Linked DNA regions of Gossypium hirsutum: all the other regions are linked to region 1. Evidence: chromatin contacts called from public Hi-C data. All regions are on one chromosome and are shown on one strand. The core of a region is the stretch at or near the end of the contact, and the rest is flanking DNA. Distances in the headings are between cores, read along the strand shown.

Evidence for each region. Hi-C and Micro-C count contacts between places; a contact is called where the count stands out from the background.
Region 2: a contact with region 1 is called in a Hi-C map of leaf, with 3 times the contacts expected there. The contact joins the promoter of LOC107886477 here to the promoter of LOC107886478 in region 1. A contact is called at or near these places in 2 of 34 Hi-C or Micro-C datasets (both in leaf).
Region 3: a Hi-C map of leaf shows a contact between it and region 1, with 1.6 times the contacts expected there. The contact joins the enhancer-like site here to the promoter of LOC107886478 in region 1. A contact is called at or near these places in 3 of 34 Hi-C or Micro-C datasets (anther and leaf).

Annotation. Positions count from the first base shown.
Region 1 is chrA03:94,945,321-94,948,110 of Gossypium_hirsutum_v2.1, forward strand. LOC107886478 (protein JINGUBANG) reads left to right here and starts at 1,425. Exons shown (of 1, transcript XM_016810449.2): 1 at 1,425-2,790. The coding sequence starts at 1,492.
Region 2 is chrA03:94,695,283-94,698,072 of Gossypium_hirsutum_v2.1, forward strand. LOC107886477 (protein terminal ear1) reads left to right here and starts at 1,430. Exons shown (of 5, transcript XM_016810448.2): 1 at 1,430-2,454; 2 at 2,628-2,790. The coding sequence starts at 1,722.
Region 3 is chrA03:94,781,287-94,784,076 of Gossypium_hirsutum_v2.1, forward strand. No RefSeq gene overlaps it. Among protein-coding and RNA genes, the nearest start is that of LOC121225787, 12 kb to the left of the region's middle. Within about 2 kb of position 1,340, at least 1 of the 9 cell types and tissues checked has an H3K27ac peak or open chromatin away from gene starts, as enhancers often do. A contact at or near this core is called in leaf, where this site is marked.

The DNA of each region.
Region 1 (2,790 bases), core at 175-2,674:
TATTTTTCCTAAAATGATCTACTTTGGAGAAAGAATGCAAATGATTCAATCGAAGACAGCTTAGTTAAATATCTTCTAGCTAGGCCGCCATCATTACACTAACTAAAGCCTAAATGACCCCATTTTCCTAACCGAGAAAAATATTTCCAACTTTTCATATCATTGATTTGTGCCCAGACTGTATAAAAATTAAATTGGAGGAAATAACCAAATCGTCAAATCAATTTAATCCATCAAGTTATTTGAGTAATATAATTTTAAAAAATCTACAATTAATAAATAAAAATATTTTTTGAACTATATTTTTTATAAAATATACATTAATAGTATAATTAATTTTTAATATACAAAATCTAGGGTAAATTATATAGATAGTAACCCAATTATAAAAAAAAATTATTTTAGACACTCAAAATAAAAAGTTTATAATTTAAACACTCATGTTATATAGTTTACATAGCAGTTAAAATTTTAGTATAATAACAATTTTATTTCTCAACTTTTATATATTATATTAATTTAATTATATACAATTTTAAAAAATTAACCTTCAAAATTTACAAATGTTCTCAAAATTACATAAATATTTTTAAAAGATATAATAATAAATTTAAATTTTATATTAATATTAATATAAAATAAAAATCTCTCACTCCGGTCCCTCTCCCTCTCTCCCACCGGAACTTTCCTTCCACCGTCCTCGTACCCCCACCCCCACCCATCACTGTCCCTCTATTGCTTCCGAATTCCATTAATTTCATGGCTAATTTGTATCCAAATACTTGTAATATTCCTTCTCATACTTCTTCTTAATTGCCTCGGGGGTAAGGGAACGGTGGTGGGAGGGGGTGAGCTACGGAGGTGGGAGGATTTTTATTTTATTTTATTTAATATTAATATAATTATATTATTAATATTATATTAATCTAAAATTTATTATTATTGAAAGTATTTATGTATTTTATATATTTTTTATAATTTTTTAAAATTAAAATCAAAATTTAAAATTATTTATAAATTTTGAAAGTGAATTTTTTTAAAAAAATATAAAGTGATATAATATATAAAATTTTATGACTAAATTTATTATTATATCAATTTTTTTAATTATCATATTTATCATTTATGATTTTAAGGAGATTGATTAGAATGACGGAATTATATACGTTAATGCTTTAATTATAAATTGTTTATGTTAAATATTGAGTTAAAATTTGTATTGATAATCCTAAATTCTATTTTACAGAGTTGTAATTTGCAAAGCAGCAAGCTGGGAAAGAGCACCCCCAATAAAATCACAAAACTACTCCTTTTGACGTGCCATTTCTTGTCCTTTTGGAGCCTAGGACTGATCGTACCATATCCACTCTCTCAACTCCACGTGGTATTACCTTTTTTTCTTTATATAATTATAAACCACAACGAAGGTCCTGCTTCAATCCTCTCTCGTGCCTAGCTTCTATATTTTGGCTTTAGGGCTGAAAGGCCGGCATGAAGGTCCGATCATGGCTAGCTACATGCACAACCAGCAGCTGCGCCACTTTAACCCACGACTCCACCATCCCGTTCCCTAAAAAACCACCGCGCTTATCGGAACATTTGGTTTCCGATAGTTCCTCCGATAATCGAGGGAGCGCCACCTCATCTTCAGCTTCTTCAAGTGACACGAGCTACAGCAGCCTCCCTAGCAACCCTTCCCTCCAGACTCTGCCATCTGTACCTTCCTTACAGCTTTTCCCTGATACCTTAGTCTTTTCCGTCTCTGACATCAGCGTTTCTTCAATTATGCCTCTACCCAACCACCCGATCACCTGCGTTGCGGTTCAGGGTAACTTCTTGTATGTTGCTTCTGTTAACGAAATTAGCGTCTACGATCGCCAAACATCCACTCTTCTCGATGCCTACAACGGCAACGATTCATCCTCCGGTTCCGTTAAGTCTGTCACTTTCTGTGACGGAAAAGTCTTCACTGCTCACCAGGACTCTAAGATCCGGGTCTGGCAAATGACCGTGACTAAAAAGCACAAGTTCTTAACCGCCCTACCTACCGTTAACGACCGCTTACGTCGTTTTGTTCTCCCAAAGAACTATGTCAGTGTTCGCCGTCACGTGAAGCGGTTGTGGATCGAACACGCCGACGCCGTTACTGGGCTCGCCGTCAATAGAGGTTTAATCTACTCAGTTTCTTGGGATAAAACCTTGAAGATATGGCGAGCATCGGATGCGCGTTGTTTACAGTCTATTAAAGCACACGACGACGCCATTAACGCCATCACGGCCTCCGTTGACGGAACGGTTTATACAGGGTCCGCTGACCGACGGATCCGAGTCTGGGCGAAACCCTCAGGCGAGAAGCGGTACGCATTGGTGGCGACTCTTGAGAAGCATAAGTCAGCGGTAAACGCACTGGCTTTAGACGACGAAAGATCAGTGCTTTTCTCCGGTGCGTGTGACCGTTCGATTCTGGTATGGGAGAGGGAAGATAGCGCCAATTACATGGTGGTGACGGGAGCGCTGAGAGGGCATGGAAAGGCAATCCTATGCTTGATCAACGTCTGTGATTTACTAATGAGCGGGTCCGCTGATCGGATGGTTAGGATCTGGCAACGTGGAGTGGAAGGGAAATATTGTTGTTTGGCAGTTTTGGAAGGTCACCGGAAGCCGGTGAAGTCGTTGACGGCTGTCAGAGACGATGAACATAGTGATGTAGTTTCGGTTATTAGCGGAAGCCTGGATGGCGAAATTAGAACGTGGAAAGTCTCGTTTTCGGGTAGCCCCTCGTCGGCGACG
Region 2 (2,790 bases), core at 180-2,679, 250 kb before region 1:
ATGCATAGAAGGAATTATATTTGTAATGATATAAAACCACCATGATTTTTAGTAGTTACTTATTTAATTAAGTATAGTTTGATCATTATTGTAATTAAAGTGCATACATCTAAAAAGACTCATGTGACCATTTGGCAAAGTGAGAGAATGTTGGAATTTGTGGCCTTTATGGCTACATAAAAGATTATTGAGGGAATTTTTGATCTTTGAGGAGACTGTGGCACCCGTCCTACCAATTCAACCCATATATGCTATAGGACAGGGTTTCAAATCTTACTAAACACAAAATATGAATTTGCATGGTAGGTAAAGGTACTTCCCTTTCATGAACTCGACACAAAATTTTGATGGAGGCAATAGACAAAATTTAGAATTAAAATTGAGCATAAACACTCTTAAGCCTAATACTAAACATGCTAAGAGGACTCACAGCTTCTTATTAATAGGTTAAAAATCCCTTCAATGCTAAGAGGACTCACAGCTTCTTATTAATAGGTTAAAAATCCCTTCAACAACCATGTTGACGAAAGTAATGTACTATGCACATTAGACATTAATAGGTACATTGACTAAAATCATGTATCTTTAAAGTACATATATTGAATTTTACTAGGTACATTAACCAAATTATGCATCTTTAATGACTAATATATGATTATGGTTAATTACTTTGGATTAATTGTATCACATTAAAATAATTCATGTACTTGTACAATTATATACCAAAGGAGGAAGAATAGGCATCTACATTAAGAAGGTGGTGTTTTATGGAAGTATAATGTGCAAATGTTAAAAGTTTAATTTTTGATACAATATATAAATGTTAAAATTTTAAATTTTAAAACTTTAAATTATTATTATGTTAATTTTAAAAACTCCAAGTTAACTTTTAGTAATCATTTATTGATCGATGATGAAAATATTTAAATAATTAAATAATTATTTTATAAGTTTTGATGATTGGATGATAAAAAAAATCTTAATAATTGAATATCTCAATTTAATTTATTAATTATCGGGAGAATAACACATAGATGCGGATGTGAAAGAATAAATGAGGGTGCACTGCACTGTGCTAAAAATAAAAGCAGAGGTGGAGAAGCGATTAGTCTGTCCGAGTCTGACTGTCTCTGATTAGTCAAAAATACCAAAGATGAAAAGAAAAAAAAGTAATACTCACATGCAGCAATGCTTATTATTACTCAACCCGCACCACACATTTCATTTGTGTGGCCACGTGCACGCTCCAAATTCTTAATCAACCCCCGAATTACTACGAGGATCATGATCAAAATCCAAAAACAAAAACCCAGAAAGTAAGGGGTTTTATTCACTCTAAAAAAAGTCATCATCTTTCCCATGAGGTGGCAATTCGGGAGACGACGACACTTTTGGCAACCTTTTCTTGTTTCCTGGAAACCAAGTATATAGCGAAAAGGAAAGGGAAAAAAAACCAAAACCCTCCCAATCCATTCTCTCCTTTTCGTTTTTACTTACACTTCGACTACCAACTTTAATGAGTTTTTCTTGGACATGGAAAACGACAACAATACAAACAAAGAAAATGTTTTCTTGGGCTTTTAATTTCCCAAGCTGAACTCAGATAAAAGAGAACAGCTTTCTCATAAATATACTTTCTCGGCTCCTTTTTATCTAGTTGAAGAAAAGCTTTTTTTTCCCCTTTGAGTGGTGGACTACTGGTTCTCCGCCCTGAAACAGCCATGGGGGAAACCGGGACGGTCCGGTTCCCTGGAAACCTTGACCCGACGGCACAAGAATTTTGGCCCGCCCAAAACGTAGTTTGCCAACCCCAATTTCCTCTCTACAGACCCCCCCAACTTTACTACCCGTACGCTGCGTCTCCAACGGTACCGTTTTGCAGCGGCGGCGTACCGCAGTTCCATGCTGCCCTGCCTCTACATGCACCTGTAGCTATACCTGCACCAGCGCCTTGCGTCACTACAGCGTCCATGGTGGTTGCACCGCAGCTGCCACTTCCACCTCCGACTGCGGCGGCGACGAGGGCTTTGGTGTTAACGTTGGTTCCATGCGATGTGAGCGAGTCAAAGGTGAGGAAAGAATTGGAAGTGTTCGGGGAAGTACGCGGGGTCCAGATGGAAAGAGTCCGAGAAGGGATCGTGACCGTCCATTTCTACGATCTGAGACATGCGGAGAAAGCGTTGAAAGAAATACGCGAGCAGCACATGCAAGAGCAAGCCAGGGTTCGAGACCAGTACACTGCGGCTGCTACCGGGTGCGAACCAGGTGTGTCCAACGCTTGTGTTCCACTCCCTTCTGCGCGTGGACTCATAGCCGGGAGGCCTGTCTGGGCCCACTTCACTATTCCGGCAAGCAATGCTGTCCCTGAGGGGAATAATCAAGGAACTGTTGTGGTATTCAATTTGGACACCGGCGTTTCAATTTCGCAACTCAAAGAAATCTTCCAAGCTTATGGTAAGTTTCGGTTCATTTCTTGTCTTTTATGTTCGCTTGCTTTGTTTGGGTTTTTGTTGTTCAATCTATTTTGTTTTACTCTTTTGCGGGGGGGGGGAGTTGATACTTTGATTAGCAGTCAAAGATATTTTCATGCTTTGTTACAAAATTTTGCAACCTGGTTTGTTGTTTAGGCCCAGTGAAGGAACTGAGAGAAACACCATTGAAGAAACACCAAAAGTTTGTGGAGTTTTATGACGTAAGGGATGCGGCTAAGGCTTTGAGAGAAATGAATGGAAAAGAAATTAATGGGAAGCAAGTTGCAATTGAATTTAGTCGACCCGGAGGATATAGCAG
Region 3 (2,790 bases), core at 90-2,589, 160 kb before region 1:
TATTTAAAATATAAATAAAAAGATTTAATTGTAAATATACAGAGAAGGTAGGAACTTGCAATATATTTTACCATAACAAATACAACTATCGGCAAAGAAATTAGCGATTGCATTAGCGAACTCAGAATTGATCCTTTAAGAAAAGTTAAAATAGGAGGAAGGTCCCCTTGAAGGCTGAACTGAGAGAGTAATTGAGGATTGAGATCAATGGACCAAAAAGGTAATTGGGCCATTTGGACTAAGCCTTTTGTGAAGTTCACATTTCATATCTGTCACTATAACACTGATTAAGTTTCCTCTTTAATTATAAATGCACAAATATATAGAAGCAAATAATTTTTAATTTAAAATTAAAAAAATTAATAAACAAATCAAATAAGAATCTAACTTAATAACAAGTGTTAATAACAAGTGTTAGATGCATTGGTAAGTCGTATTGTACTTTTAGTAAAAGATGCAGATTTACACTATTATTTTAATGAAAAGCTATAAATCCTGAATATGAATTATAAAACAAATATAATACTTAAAAAATAAGTTATAATTAAATTTATAAATGAAACCCACATTATTAAAGTCGCTACTGCATATCACTTTTGACATATAATGAAAAGCAAAGGTTTTTTTTTTTAATATTGAAATGAAAAGGTTTTGATTTAATTTAATTATTTATCTTTTATAACTAAAGGCTTCATTCTAAAAAGAATATTATTTAATAAGAGTCTGCTTAATTGGTGCTTGTACTTACCAGTTAATTTTTTTTAATGATTAATATATATTTGTACATTTGCTGCATTGTTTTGACTAAAATCAAGGAAAAAATAATTCATTATGTTACATACAATTTTAGTAATTCATTTATTAACTAATATTGAACCTATTTAGCCTTAGCTTTCAATTACTGCCCAAGTTGTTGAGTTAAACGCACTTTTTTTTTCTACCATAATAATGCTTATTAAATGTAGAATAATTAATCAATTAAACGAATGGAATTGACCCAAAACCAAACATCAAAACTAATTCAATCAACATGCGATTATTTAAAACATTGCAAAATGCCTGGAACGATAAGTTATTATCATTTTAATTGTAAAATATATAACGATATGCACTTTTTTTGCCATAAATTAATAGAAATTTAATTAGTGTTAGCTTCAATACAAATCAGGTGTCGTCATGCATGATGGAGTGAGTTGAATGACATGCATAATTAATTACCAAAGCGATATGAAAACCAACATTACCCTAATTAAAAATTACATTGATATATGGTTAAGAAGGCCAAACTTTATAAGCATAGGCTCACTTTTTCCAAACTACGTGGAGGGGACCAATTCTCCTCATACTTCTATCTTACCACGTTTAGGTCAATATGTAAGCGATGATCCAATTAAGAGAAAGAATTTATACATATGGTGATAAAATCAACATAAATATCTAAATGGCGAAATGGAGCTTTCAATAGGCCAACAAGTTGCATTTATAAAATAAATCCAACCACAGTGAATAACGTTATCCAAATAATGTGCTTTTTGACAGTGTGGTCCTTGTTAATAACTAAATCAGGTTATTCTTCGTTTTTATTATGTAAAGTTTTCTTTTGGTAATCCGAAAGTTGAAATAATGTAAAATTATATTTGATACTTCCAATTTTTTTTCAATTTAATCCTAGTAAAGTTTGTAATTTAATGGATACATCATTTATTTCCTTTAGTTTAATTTCCTTTATATTTTTTAATTAATCAAATGGATACATTTACATTACTTATTTTCATAATATTTTCTGTTCAAATCTTGTAATGAAAAAATTTTAAAAAATTAATTACAATTTCAATATAGTATAGTTTATTTCTTCTAAATGTATGTAAATATGTTTTATTTTATAATATCAAAACATTTATGCATATTTTAATTATATTACAATTTTTTACACATTGAAACTTTAATAATTTATTTCTTTAGGGAAATAAGAATTTTTTTTTTTTGGGTAAGAAAGACCAACTAACAGATAGACTTAACCGAGGCCATGTACATAGAATCCGAGGGAGGACCGATATCAGGACGCTCTTATATATCTTGAGCAACTAACAGCACAACACCAGTAGCGGACCTATCGAACAAACGTGCAGTCCAAGAACCTGGTATGCGCAGTTTTGTCATTGCATCAGCCGGTCGATTTGCCATCCGACTAACATATCGAATTGGGATCAACCATTCTCTTGAACAAAGACGACGAATGTGGAGAACCAAAGCATCATCCATGACACTATTCGACCTCCTCTGCAGCAAACTAACAAGTTCCAAACAATCCGTTTCCCCGTACACTCTTGAAAATTAAATAGTATTATAATATTTTCTGTATTATTGCTAATCTAAATATCACATTATATTTTTCATAATATTTTTCTATTAAACTTATCCATAAATCAAGCTAAACTAAACCTAGACAACAAAAAATTTCTTGCCTAGCCCAACCTTGCCAATTTGACATTTTTAATTAAAATTAAATAATTCTTTTATATTAAAAAATAAATCAAAATTTATTTAATTTAAAAATCGTTCAAACCCAACCATCAAATTAAGCAAATAATCTGACTTAACCGTTTTTGCGTGTGTGCTTGCTTTTTTTTTTTAAAAAGAAATCTATACTTATATATCCTAATTCTGCAACATTCTTAATTTCATTCTTGATATATAAATATCTTTAACAAATTTCTAGCTTCACCTCCTATTTAGTTAAAATCTTATTTATAATATTTATAATATATATTTAATTTAATAGATGATAAA